Regions from separate parts of the Gossypium arboreum genome. Here region 2 is linked to region 1. A link is a contact called in public Hi-C data. All regions are on one chromosome and are shown on one strand. The core of a region is the stretch at or near the end of the contact, and the rest is flanking DNA. Distances in the headings are between cores, read along the strand shown.

Region 1 (7,306 bases), core at 1,021-3,520:
GTACATCGTTGCCTGTTGTGGTAGGCTTTGGTACGAAATTGTTATGATAGTACATCATTGCCTATTGTGATGGGCTTTGGTACCAAATTGTTATGATAGTACATCATTGCCTATTGTGATTGGCTTTGGTACCAAATTGTTATGAATACACAAACAAGATTGAGTCACAGCGTGATCGATGGGAAAATTAAAGTCGATTGTCCTCCCTTTATCTCAATTCCTGTAACAATTTATTGTGATTGATAGTTTAACTCTTCAAAGGGAGACTAAAACCTTAGGACTCTTTAGAGAGAGACCAAAATCTCTTTAGGGTTTTTATAGAAATTCTGCTTAGGTTTAATATGTCCTAAGGACAAGTCTTATTAGATAAATAGGAACCTTATTCTAGAAAATAAATAAATCAACTGAAATAAAAGCACAACAGAAAAAAGAAAACCCTAAGGTTTGAACCTTGAACAAAAATAAAAGCACTACCTAAGCCTTAATTAAAAAATCAAAATCAATGGCCTTTCCTAAACAGGTTCAGCCTATAACACACTCATGCTTGAAATAACTATGTAAATAAAACTTGAGGAAATTGAATATCAGCATGAACTACCAGAAACCTTCATTATTCACACTTTGTGATACACCTCTAGCAGCAATGAAATCATACAAGAGCACAGCTCTTGGAAACAACATTGAAGCAAACACTTTTATAGTGAGTTATGTGATAGATATGCTTTTCCCAAATTCCCATATCTTTAATAACATATATCCTAAAGTACGGATATTCCTTTCCCTTATCTTCAATAACATATCTTGTGGAAAAATTTGTTTCAAAGCAAACCTAATTTACACGATACAGATTCTAGTAATAACTTCTGCATAATACATAACCATATTTCTCAATGCTAAGTATTTCATCGATATAGTCAACCTCAAAGTTCTTACATAAACATCGGTGCAACTTCATTGCATTTTGCTTACAGGTAATCCAACAAAACATTAACATGTTTTCTTTCTAAGCTGATACGTCAATGTCAAGTAACAAACAACAAGCTTTTGAAGCCTAATAGAATTAGGAGGACCATAAACATGAATGATACTTACAGTGGGAAGAGAGATTCAACCCCAACTCCGGCAACCATTCTCCTTATCCGGAACGTTGTATTCAGGCCAGCATTACGTCTAGCTATAACGATACCTTTTATGGTTGAAACACGTCGCTTGTTTTCAGGTACTTCCTGCTCTCACCAACAGCACATCAATTACCTTAATCTGCTCAAAAACATATTAACAATCATATGTAATAATAACACCTCCAATCTAAGAAACATATCATACCACTTTGAGTTGCACAATGTAGCCAGGCTTTATTTCAGGTATCTCCCTTTGGCCCTTTACTTCCTCCACTGCTTCCTTATCCACAATCTGCAAGTACATAAACCATACTAGCATTTAGCCGGTCCGAAATTCAAATAATAATAAAAAAAGAACAAGAACATTAGAGAAAGGAACTTTCCTGCATTATGTGCCTGGCAGTTTTGTCAAGCCTTTTAAATTTAATTCGAGTAGGCACATCAGTGACAGATTCAGAAGAATCCATTGTAGGTGAGGCAGCTGTTGTCATATATCTGCTAGAAGATGAAGACATCATTGCAGCCAATCGAGACAAACTTGGAATCAAACATCCACCAGAACTGCTGGGAGACATCAATTCTTTTGTTTGGGATCCAATTCTTGTCTGCTTAAAACAATTTGCAAGCTTTAATAAAAAAAATCCCCCCAAATTTACCTCAAAATTAAAGTTATACGGAACATTAGAAACAAAGTGACTAGCAACATTTTAACTATCAAATTATATACTTTTGAGGCAAGAAAATCACTTATGCAATAAAACCCAAAAAAATTTGAAGCAAAGAAAAATAACCCATACTCCTAGAAGTTGCAGGAGATGATTCTCGGAAGAGATTGAATCGTTCGTTTCATGGATTAGGCTGTTGCTACTTTGAGTAGGCAGAAAAGCTCTGGTAGAGGCTTTGAAATGTGCACTGTTCCATCTGCAGAAACCTTGTCTTTGACCCAAGCGGATAATCCCACTAATGAACGACTGCATTATTGCTGCCCCTCACCCCTGTTTGGTTGCTGAGAAAACAGGAGAAAATGATGGAAAAAATAATTAGTACGAAATTCCTGCAAAATCAACGATCCCCGAAACTCAAAACCCTCCCTAGAGCGGTCTGGGGTTTAATGATCGATAATTGTTATGACAAAATTACCCCTAGTTTGATTGGGAATTACCGCATTGATCCAAGTACTTTAACTATGAATGCCAAGCTCAGCCCAGCCCATCTCATTAAATGCACAATTAATTTTTGGATAATATAATTTTTAGTCTCTAAATTTGACAATTAGGTCTACTTTGGTATCTATACTATTTTATCCACTTTAATCCTTGAACTTGAAAATTAGATTTATTTTATATTTGAACTTGGATTTTGTCAAGATTTAACGATGTGACCAGTGTTATTAGAACAAGACTAGATCAGGCAGACCTAAATTGATCGATAAATAGTCTAAACAAAAGGATTGAATCAATTGACTCAAAAATTATTTGAAATTAGTAAAAACAGAAAAAAAAAGTGGGACAAAAAAAATCAAGATTTAACCAATTTAATGGTTTTTTATTTTAATGTCTTTAGATTTTATGAATTTTATTTATTTCTTTAATTATTGTTGGTTCGACAATCGAACCAGTTGAATTAAAAACTGGTGGTCTAACCTGTTCAAAACTGATCTAGTTAATAAAACACTAACGCTACGTTTGGTTCACTGTAATGAAATAGGGCTGTAATTGAATAGAGTTGTAATTGAATAGAGCTGTAATTGAATGGAGTTGTAATTAGTAATTCAACTATTTGGTTGAATGGAATGGAATAGAACTGTAATAGTATTCTTGTGTTTGGTTGAATGAAATAAAGTTATAATAGCAAAAGGAAAAAAATTAAAATAACTAGAATACCCTTAGCGAATTTTTTAGGTAGATGACTATTGTTATTGTTATTAAATTTTAATAAGATTGTTATTGAAAATAATTTAATAAAATAATAAATAATTTAATCATATTTTAACATAATTATTATTAAATATAATTTAATAACATTCTTAATATAATTATTATTATATGAATTAAAAAATCAAAATATATAATACTATAAAATATATAATCTACTTTCTTATTTTTAAATAGCAATACATATTTAATGTGCTAAAATATCATTAGATCGAATTAAATCACCGAGACAATCTCTTATAATATAGAAATTTAGATTGGACCGACATGCAATGAGATTAGTTGCCAAGAGTCCATATTTAGTTTATTCTCTATTATTCTAAATATATTATTATATTATTGTTTAAATGGAATTGTTATACACCTTTTACGTTAGTAAGTTTCAAATATAGATCTATTTAAGGGAGATTTGTATAGGTTTTTGTACTGATAAATTTTAGCACTTATTTTATTTATGTTAGGGAACTTTTCTTAGAGCTCAAATTGTTAGTAAAATCAGTTGTGTTGTAATTTTACTTGTTGAATTCACAGGGGTAAACTTAATGGCGAAAGTATTGTTCTTCAAGATTCGAAAGTAAGAAGAATTATCACGAAATATGTGATAGGTTAAGTTTACTTGTTGTAATTGTTAGAGAGAGTGAATATTGCTCACTAAATTAAGTTTCGCAAATATAGAGAAACCGAATTGTGTAAATAATTCTTATGTTTTGTGTGTTTTCAATTTCCAAATTTGGAGTCAGAAAAGTGCTCACTGTCGCGTCACTCCTTCAAGTGCAAAATCACTACTAACGATTTAATAATTACAATCTACATTGCATTTTACATTTAATATTAAAAAATTGTACAAATTAACCTTTATAAGATAAATAAAAGTTAAAATTAATATTTTTATTAAATATTCCATCAATTTGTACTTTCTTTCTTTAATAATGTCGAATTAAATGAGGATTAAGATTATATTTTCAATTACCCATTTATCGTTTTTAAAAAGATTTTTTCCATAAAATAAAAATTAGATTTAATTTGTTTTCAAATACAAATTAATTCAACCTTCAATATTACCTCCTATCATTGTTTAACAGTGAATTTTATTAACAAAAGAACTAATTCACAAAAGGTTGGTTCTAATTCACAACACTCAATAAAAAATTCGCCCACCGGTGGTCTCCACAATAAGATGATTCATGCTCACCAATAGCAACAAGTAAGCTCGTCCTTTAGGCCCTGTATGCATCAATCAGAACTTGTCAACTCGGGTTTTAGATGTTAACCATTTACATGCTATGTTTGAGGTTTAGACAAAATGAATTGGCCATATCTGGTTGAGGATATATCCGGATTGCAAATAATTAATCTAGGACATGCTTTGTTCTAAGCCATCTCTGGTTAAGGATATATCCGGATTGCAAATAATTAATGTAGGACATGCTTTGTTCTAACTTCTAACAAAGACAACTTGCCAAGGCAATAAATGTTCCCGATTAAACCAATGGAATATATCGATTATGTGGCTTCTAACTTTACATTTTTCTTGAAATATCAGATCCGCACATGCATCCAATGCATATTCGAATATGGGTATAAGTATATAATCCTCCCAAAACACGTATCTGGACATGATCCTCTTAAGACCCATCTAAGTATATGAAAATCTTGAAAAAGAAACTGAATATATCATACCAGACAGAAATCCATGTTCAATGTTACACCAAAAGCCGTAGGAATATAAAAAAATATAATCAAACTACAGAAAAATAATAGGATGCGGTGCATTACCTAAGCCCAGGGCTTCAATTTCATCTTGGTAGAAGTAATTATAACCTTTTCTTTTTCTTTCTTGTTCAAACTTGAGTTGAACTTCTCCACAGTTGCAAACAGATCCTGAAAGCCCCTCAACAAAAGAAAAAAGGTAAAAATAAAAATGAAGAAAGCATTTTGTATTATATGATTATCATCCAAGAAGGCAGTGGTTATGCTTTCTTTAAATAGAATTCGCAATTAAAAGAAAAAAAAACCAAGAATTTTACATTCAGCATATTTCATGTTATTAGCACCTATAAAGAGAAAGCTTTAAATCAGTTAATACCACCATTCTAATGCCTTAGCTAAACCAGGTCAGGTTCATTGTTCACATACAAGAAGGAAACAATCTAAGCATCATACCAGGGACATGGCTCCATACATTCAGTTATAACCCAAAAGAAATAGAATTGTACATTACTATGCAAATTGGTTTTTGTTCTCAGCCTGTCCCTCACCCCATAACACATTTGAATAGCACAATGTCAAGAAGCAATTGTTTCAATTCAACAACAGGCTGTAATTTTGTTTTTTTACCATCTTAATTTTGCTTTTACTATTTTCAAAATTTTTATCATGTCCTATTTAATGTGCAAAGAGTTCTTTGAAAACCTTCTCGCCATTGTGGCTCAACCATAAGAGCACAACTCTAGCATAGCATTTTATGTTTAAAATATTAGTTAGAATAGAATCCTCAAAAACCAAAAGCATGAGCTGCATACCTCTCACGATGCTAAACTAGTCATATACGAAGGAAGACTTTCATAACCATCATTGGATACTTGTAATATTGACCTCTTAACTTCAACTTGATTTGGGTCATTTTCTCCTTCTGCTATGTATCATGGTGTAAAATAAATAACATAACACTGATTAGAGACTTCTATTGCTAGTCATAAACCTAATAATGGATTGTCAAGGGCAACTTAAAAGTGTACAAAAAGTCAGTAATCTCTACCTTTAGTTACTTCTATAGAATCTGTAGCAGGCTTATTTGTAACCTTGATGTTGTTTACTTTATCTCCATTATACCTGCAATTTTAGGTTCAAAGTTAGTTCTAAAGGAAATAAAAAAATGACCAGCAAAAGAGAGAGTGGCTTTTATACAATATAAAGAACTTTCAAGACTCCAAAAACTTACATATTTTCTCCAAAGGATAAATCAGAGTGATCAACCTTTTGATTAGCTGTGAAGACAAAGATGGCAATATAGAAGCTCATTCATCATCTAAAATGGTAATAAACTTTAAACCTCTTTCGAAAGGGTAAAAATCCAATCCACATTCAATAGATTGAATCTGGGTTTTTAACTCTAAATCCCTCAAAAAAGTGTGAAAAATCAGTTCATCTTCCATAGACATAATAAAAAGTAATGGTTCAAACACTGCAATGAAAGGGGAAAACTAGGAAAGAGAAAAGTAAGTAAATTTTGCAAACCTTGAGATGCTAAAGTGGCAAGACAAACATCAGAGAGCCCAAAATTCTTTAGACTCATTGATTCATCAAGACTACAACAAAGAACATCAAGGGAAAACACTGATTCCATTTTTGGTGCCGACTTACGAGCAGCCTGAGCAACACATAATAGAAAAAAAACGAATGGATGCTTGATTTGGGAAGGAAGAAATTTGGAGAAAATTTGGGAAGAAGAGAGGCAGGGTATTTTGGTCCAAAAACCTAAACCGTGTGGTGTTGAATAGGTATTCAGACCCCCAACCCTTGAATACCTAAACGGTGAGATGAGGGAATGAGCATGTAATAGCAATTCCGTGGAATCACCTAAATGGTGAACCAAATGGATGCTATACTATAGCGCGCGAAATTAGGGCGAAATGGAAAAGCAATTCCATCCAACCAAACGTATTGTAAATCTTACACTTTGATATTGTACCACATCATCTTCTGAAACCTTATATAATTTTTTTTATAAAGATATGCTATTCAAAATCAACAGCATTATCTCGATCACACGTCCACATTCCAAGGACTTAATTTACACACACGAATCCAACCCAAACTTCAAATATCGATGATCGGTTTCCATAGATAGACCGAATTATCTTCAATATAACAATACATAACTAGGTCCAAAGATTTTCTTCATTAAATTGTCAAACCAAATAATACAAGTTTTTAACCACCTCAATGGTAGTCTGCAGTTGGCACTGCTAAGTGCCACTTAGCAACTCTCAACTCATTACCTCAATAATGTTATTAGTAACGTGGAATGTGGATTTTGTGAGATTATGGAGAATTGTACATGTGAATAATATTTATGTGTTATATGGACTTATTGTGCATCTTGATGAAGATATAAGAACTGCAATAAAAATCTCACACTTAAAAATTTAGGAAATTAAGTAGGATATAATTGATATGCTAATCGATATTAGATTATGCACCTTAGAATGAAAATGTGATGAGATGCATTTTAGGTGTAACACATGTGTG
Region 2 (7,833 bases), core at 3,409-5,908, 40 kb after region 1:
CATCCTCCAATTCAATTTCTACAATTTTTGGTGATTTTTCAAACTTAGACTACTGCTGCTGTCCCAAACAGTCTTAATACAAAATGTTGATTTCTTACTTTAATTTCAATTTAATCCTAACTAAATTCACTTACTTTTCTATCTTAATTCATACTTTATTCCTACTCAATTTTTAACTAAACTCAGACATAATTATCTATTTTTCATCATAAAACCATAATTTCGAAATGCTTTCAATTTAGTCCTTAAAGCATAAAACTTATGAATCACTTTACAATTCAATCCTTATTTCATTTCTAACTTGAATTTCTATCAATTTAGCCCTTAATTCATCTTTTTGTTCAACAAGAACAATGTCTTATAATCAACTATCTTACAATATATCAACTTAACTTCATCAAAACCTTGTTCTAAAGTTTCTAAAACATAAAAATTAAGTAAAATGGGCTAAATTGACTTACCTATTTAAGTTTCAAGCGTCAAACTTTCAATTTTCCCTTTCTTCTTTCTTTTCTCCTTTCTTTCTTTTTTTCCCTGCTTTTCGCTTTGCCTATTCTGTTTCTATTTCTATTTTTTTCTTTATTTCATTAAACCATTATATATATATATATATATATAATAACCTAATAATTATCTATTATAAAAATCTATTTAATAACAAATATTCTTTTAACATTTGTATCCATTTATAATATTACACTTGTCTTTCAGTAATGTATTTATTATATAAATATCTTTTACTTAATAATAATATATAATTTAATAATATACTTATATAATAAGTAAATATACATGTATTTTACAAATGTACATATACTAATATTACACATTTCACTATACATATCATACACTTGTCAACTTTTATTTATTTTTCACATAAAATCTTATAATATAATTATTTAATTAATAAATACCTTTTATAAATAATTAATATCTATTAATACTTAAATACAAGCATTACAAGTGTATGTATTTTTATTTTTTATTTTTATTAATACACTTGTACCCAATCATTACCACACATTTGTCTTACTTTTATTTATTTATCATATAATATTAATTTAATAATAATAAATACACTAATATTTACTTAAATAATAAGCAAATACATACATGTATTACAAATGTGTGTATTATATTTGTTACATTTGTATTTTATTTTTGCCATATACTTAGCGCTCTTTTTGGCTTATTTACTTATTTAGTCCTTTCAATTTTCTTTATTCTATAATTAAACTTTCACACTTCATTATCCAATTATCCTTAATTTAAGCTAGTTCACTTAATTAAACTCTAATTAACCACTCGATTAAATTTGTAAATATTTTTAATAAATATTTACTAATCCATTTTTCAGAAATGGAGACCCAAAAATACACTTTTTCGGTAACGGTAAAATTCGGGTCATTACAGTACTAGTAGACTTCAAATTACACCAACAGAAAGATAAAAATATTAGTTTATCTAAAGTTTTCAATATTGCTATTCTGGTAGAAAATAGTGGTAATTTATTTTAAGAATAAATTCTATTTTCTAGGAATTGCAATTCTACCGATTTCTATTTAAGAGAGATTTACTTTCCCACTGAGAGTAAAGAAAATATTTCTAGTTTTGTGTTTGATTCAATTTGTTCGAGTCCACACTCGAAGCAGTTCGTGGTATGAGAATAGCAGGGAAGATCGTTTGGTTGAAAGTTAGGAACGACGAGGATTTGTCTATCTGAAAACATAGGTACGAATTCGGTCTAAGGTTTATTGCTACAAATATAAAAAACCAGGTTGATTTTCAAAATTTTTATTTTTCGCTATGCAAGAAAACTATTTTCAAACTGGATTTTTTCCAACAGGAATAGCTTACTAAGTGTAGATTGAGATAGTAATGAAGGCTAAGTAAAGGGAAATGCATGTTTAACAAATGTAACATGTCTATATATATATATATATATATATATATATTACCTAAAAGATCCAAGCAATGATAGTTATTGAGGCAAGATGTGGAGAATGTAGCTGATTGGCACTTTGCAATGCCCACTAAAAGTTGCCATTGAGCCATTTTATTACTTGCCTTATTTGGATTGGTAATTTAATGAAGAAAATCTATAGTCCAGTTAATGTGTTGTTATTTTGAAGATATTATGGTCTATTTATAGAAACCAATCCTTGGCTTTTGAAGATTGGATTGGTTTTAGGTGAATCAATTCAACTCTTGGAATGTAAAAAATTGATTGAGATTGAGTTGTTGATTTGGAGATCATATCTTCGATTGATTGTGTTTTGAATGTTAATGATATAATAGTTATTTTCGAAGTTACTTTGTATTCACTTAGCTTCTACGTTAGCAAGCCGAAATTAATATATGTTTTGAGGCTTGTCTAAGTTTTGTAAGAGAGTTTATTGAGTGCATTCTAATTTGTCCATTTGAGGAACTATTTTTGTAAGAGAGTGCAAATTGTTATTGTAAACGCTGTTGAGTATTTATTGTCCAAGTTCCTAAGGGGAGGATTTGGAGGTGAGTGTTCTAGTCTTTAGGTACAAATATGAGATCTCTGTACTTGAGGAATGGTAGAGTGTGAATCATTTTTTGTATTGTGGATTAAAGATAGTGAAATTACTTGTTGAGCTAAGCTTCGCAGATGTAGGAAAACAGAACTGCGTAAACAAACCTTGATGTTCTTTGTAATTTTGTTTACACAGTTTTCGCAGTGCTAAGCCATAATGGCCACTACTTTCTTGCAAATCCATTACATTCATTTCAGCAAACAAGTAACTTAAAGTAGCAACAATTGATATCAGAGCAGACACTTAACATGTCTAGTGGTGAATCCTAGTGCTATTATTTGTTTATAATAGAAGGTTATTCAATTATCGTCCCCTTATACTTGAGAATGGTAATTATCGCTACTGGAAGGCTATAATCAAAGCTTATTCTAAGTCTGTTGATAAGAGAGCATGGCATTTTATTCACATTGGTTGGCAAGCCTCTGCCGGTAATTCTGATGTTGGACAGGTTCCTAAGCTTGAGGTTGAATGGACTACTAAGTAAGAGAGAGTTGTTAATGCAAGCTTTAAGGCCATATATGTTATATTTTATGGTATTGACATGCAAGATTTCAAATGTATTTCCAAGTGCATTATTGCAAAGGAAGCTTAGAAAATTCTCTAAACTGCTCACGGGGAACATATATTATCAAACAATGCAAGATGCATGCCAACCACCAAGTTTGAAACCTTAAGAATGCAAGATCATTCTACTTACTCAGAAATTTAATAAAGCTTTTAAAAATCAAGTTAAGAGGTTTAAGAAGTTTAAAACATCAAAAAGCACTCCAAGAACAAGAGCAAATGTGTTGCTATCGAAGAGGAGAATGAGAAAGAATAGAAGAAGGGCATTTAGTGTCATGAATGCCTTGGATATGGTCATATTCAAGCTGAGTGTGCTAACACTCTTAAGAAAAAAAAGAAGGTGTTGTGTGCTCTGTGGAGTGATGAAAACACTTCTAACAATTTTGAGTCTAATGAGGATCAAGTGAATAACTATGTAGTCTTTGCTTCAAGTGTGGTTTCTGATTCTGAGACTGATGATGATTTTGATAAAGGTTCTGATAGGGAATTTCTAAAAACATATAAAACCATGTTGAGTAAATGGGAACAAGTATGTGAGTTGAACTGTAACGCCCTGAAAAAAATATATTTATGTTTCTATAAATATTCAACACAACTGTCTATCTGCTTCAATGGTTAAGTGTTCTGGGTGTGTGTGTGAGGTCTTGGGTTCAAGTCTCACATTTGCTAAATTTTTTTTTTTTTGGGATCTAAGCCCTATCTTTGGTCAGTGGGCTTATATTAATTTGTCTGTTAAATTATATCAGAATAAGCCTGTTGGTTCGAGTGGCAAGGAGTTGGTGTGTTGGAGGTCCTGAGTTTAAATTTTCGGGCGAGCGTAGATGTTATTTTTGGCTCGGTTATGGGCAAGTATTTCGGTGGAGTTGGGATTCTGAGGTGGTTGAGATGTAGTGGGATAGTGGGGACTTAGGATTTGAGGGGTTATCGAAATATTTTATTTTTTATTTTTGTTTTCAAATTTCGTTTTCTCTCTCATCCAAACTCTCTGACATTTCTGCTTCCTCTTTCTGCATTTTCTTTTACGTTTGTTTTCTTCCCTTTTTGTTCAACCAATCGTTCGCTTTTATCCTTGGGACTCAGTGTATCATTTATCTTGGTAAGTTGTAGATTCATCTTGTAGCATTCGTTCTTTTAAATGGGTGTTAGTATTTTATGGTTTGGGAAAATAATCTTAGTGAGTGTCTATTATGTTGGAGAAGATCGTGAGGCTGTGGATTTTGTCACTACAGTTTAGTTCGTATTGGTGATTTTCGCTCATTGACGATAAGTTAGTTTCGTGTTACTTCCTTGTTATCGAATTCATTAGTCAATCTGCTAAATCGTTGTTCGGTATTTTGTTTTTAGGCTTTGGAAGGTTCAAGAGTGTTTTTACAATGAAATGGTACCAGGTGTGTACTTGAAATGCAGAAAAAAGAGTGTTGGTAAAAGTCGAAAAACCTTACTGCCAAGGCCACACGGGCGTGTGTAGTCACCCGTGTGCAAGAACACGATCGTGCGATTGACGAAGTCATGGCCGTGCACAGCACACAGCCGTGTGGTGGCTCGAGTGTAGTAGTGTGAGCCACACGGTTTAGCCAAGTTGGGCGTGTGGGCCCACACAGGCATGACACACGAGCTTGTGGATTTTGGGCCAGGCTGTGTGGGCCACACGGGCAAGGCTAACCTGCGAGTGTAGGCCACACAAGCGTGTGGGCCCACACGGGCATGTGGGCTCATAATTCTGAAATCTTCCCTAGGGTCGCACAGGTCGCTCCGATCCACTGTGGGCCTATTGTAGGGTCGGTAAGGGCTATTTAAACCTTTTTAGATGTTATGCTATTCTGATAGAATGATTTGAATAGTATACTAAATGTATGTATGACTATACTGCCACATGTATATCTGTTATTTGTTTAAAAGCATGCCGAGCATGTTTAATTTGATAATTTTGTATTTGATTTTCTGTAGCTGATTTGGGGTGGGATTTTTATTTGAGGAGGACGTATTCTAATAGGAGTTAATCGCCTATACTCTGGCAGGATGGCTGCATATAATTTGATACGTGTCTTAATGGCACAAGTTGGTGTGTAGAGATGGGTGAGTGTTTTTAACCCCACATGGTGTGATGGGATGACCAGAGATTGTATGTAGAGGATGAGGGTAGGATTTATGCATGTCTGCTTCTGGATCTGATTCTGAATCTGAAACCATATCTGCTCCTGACTGTGTTTATAAATTTGTGTGTTTGCATGCTTAATTATGTTTGGTTACACACTGAGTTTACGTAAACTCACTTCTGTTTGTCTATTTTGTCAGGTAATCTACAGACTTAGGCGGATTGGTGTAGCAGAGACTCAGCGATGACCACTCTTCCGTAAAACTGCTTAAAGTTATTGTTTATGGCTTTTATTTACAATTTTGACTTTATTTGGAGAGTTTGTCAATTCCGGAACTCTCTGGACTTTATGATTTTTGACTGTTGATCAAAGTTTTCTGAAAATATGAACTAGGTTTTTGAAGTTAAATGGTTTTACAAATCAATTTTTAAGACAAATTAACTAAGTAAATAACATTTTGACAATGGATATAAGCAAATTGAGATTGAAAATTAAAAAGGCTTGGTCGTGATGATTACGTTTCAAAACCCATTCCTTGTGACACCTACTAATTCGGCCATAACGTCTAGGCCGGGTTTGGGGTGTTACATGAACACTCAATTGTCACAAGAGAATGCTCAACTGAAGGAAGAAAACAGAAAGTTGATCAAACATGTTAAAGCTAAGGAGTCTTTTCTGACGGAAGAGTTAGACAATCTTGTCAATACAAAGAAAGAGTTGGTTGAAACTAAATTGCTTCTAGAGAAATTCAAAGTTGGGAGTAATAAATTAGATGAAATACTTTCCTTTGGTAGAATAGATCTAGTAAGAGGTGGACTACAATTTGTCAACAAAGGGAAAGCTGTCATGGAAAGTTTAGTTGTGTTTGTGAAAGCATCAAAACAAATTGAAATTGGTGAATGTTTAACCATGGCTATTGTGATTAAGACTGACAAAAAGGAATTGATCTACCATAAATTGATATGGTAAATTAAGTTCTTTTTGACACTTAATGAGCTTGCGTTTAATCATTTTATGGTTTTATTTTGTTATTTTTAATAGTTATTAAATTTTCACCTTAGTATTTAATTATGTGTGTTTTGTGTATTTTATGACCAAAATGGAAAAATCTTGTCTTTTGAAGTTTAACGATTAATATTAGCTTGTGTGGAAAGTGCCTAAGGAAATAACGTGAAGAAGCCTTGATGTTGTCCTCCAGGTCGTGACACCAGACTCTTGGTGTCGCATTACTGAAGTTGTTTGTCACCTTAAGAGTTTGAATTTTAAGGGATAACACGATGCACATGAACTAGTATTTGTTTGTAATTTTCTCTGCTCGATGCATTTTCAACTTGATTGTTCTTGAATGAGGTCCTAACCGTGAATAAAGTTGGCATGAAAGACTAATATCACCACATGGTTGTTTTTGGACAGTTGCATGAGCAAAAGCATTAACTTCCATCATCAAATTCTATTGCCTAACTTCAACATCTAATAAAATTGTGGTAACTCCTTGAATACCATAGGGTACTTGGTTTGCAATTCTGGTGGAAGCCCATTAAGCATGGCTGTGATTTGTTCGTGTACACTAATAAACTCTGCGCAACAAACCAACTTATCACAAAAGTGTCTTGCTCTTCATTAAAAATCCTTTCACAAACAAGTCACCTTTATGCTGAGAACGCAAAGCAATCCTATATAAAATAACTTGAGCATGATCTCACTACTGTGTATATTGCTCAACGTCTGCCAAATCTGATATGTAGAATCATGCCCAATCAAATAAGGAAAAACACTTTTGACTTGTAGAGGATAATAAAGATGAGGCAAGTGCACTGTCTTGCTACTCAAAGTGCTCAAACTTGCCAGACCATTTGTACTGAGGAGGTGGAACAATAGAGCCATCGATGAACTTCTATAATTTGTGTGTTTTAAGAGCAAGAACTTGTTGATGCTATAAACGATAGTTGGAGTCAATCTGATTAAATTTCAAAATTTTAAAAATCACCATATCATAAGATTAGCTGTCACAACTTACATCTTTTAATTAATATTAGCATGGTGATGTGACATCGAATGGGTAAGAACTACAACCTTTCTTTTCTTATTTCCTTTTAAAAGGATGATCTAAACAGTTCAATTGGTTACTTGAACAATAATTAATTAATTAATTAAAATTAAATTATTAAATCAATTCAACTGTTTATTTTTATCTCAAATTTTGAGTTTTATTACTTCAAACAGTTTTAAATTTAATCAATTTAACCCCTTCGCTAAAACCAATATATAAACCGATTCTTAATCCAATTAATCTGACTAACCAATTCAATTTTATTTCAAAAACACTAATCACATCCTCGAATATGGACAAATACATACACACACGGTCCAACTAATTAATCCAATCCCCACACGCTTACACAAACATAATCCGGTTCATACAGAATGCCCTTAAAAAGTGTCTGAAATTTCAGATCAAAATGATATGGAAGGAAAAATTAGCTCGAGAGTTTAATTGAATAGAATTGTAAGGGTATTAAGTTATTTTTATAAGAATTAGTCTTGAAGATGATTTCTTCCCTGTAAACTAACGGGGATACAATCTCTATAAAATAAATCAGGATTGAATCCAT

What was found. Hi-C and Micro-C count contacts between places; a contact is called where the count stands out from the background.
Region 2: a Hi-C map of leaf shows a contact between it and region 1, with 2.2 times the contacts expected there. The contact joins the enhancer-like site here to the promoter of LOC108455134 in region 1. A contact is called at or near these places in 2 of 5 Hi-C or Micro-C datasets (both in leaf).

Annotation. Positions count from the first base shown.
Region 1 is chr7:98,613,744-98,621,049 of ASM2569848v2, forward strand. It overlaps LOC108455134 (50S ribosomal protein L19-1, chloroplastic-like), which reads right to left and starts at 2,271. Exons shown (of 5, transcript XM_017753765.2): 1 at 1,919-2,271; 2 at 1,505-1,726; 3 at 1,327-1,413; 4 at 1,093-1,226. The coding sequence starts at 2,098. LOC128295309 (a long non-coding RNA gene) reads right to left here and starts at 4,909. Exons shown (of 2, transcript XR_008285668.1): 1 at 4,832-4,909; 2 at 4,127-4,279.
Region 2 is chr7:98,650,898-98,658,730 of ASM2569848v2, forward strand. It overlaps LOC108457972 (quinolinate synthase, chloroplastic), which reads right to left. Exons shown (of 7, transcript XM_017757199.2): 7 at 7,711-7,833. Among protein-coding and RNA genes, the nearest start is that of LOC108457972, 8.9 kb to the right of the region's middle. Within about 2 kb of position 4,659, at least 1 of the 2 cell types and tissues checked has an H3K27ac peak or open chromatin away from gene starts, as enhancers often do. A contact at or near this core is called in leaf, where this site is marked.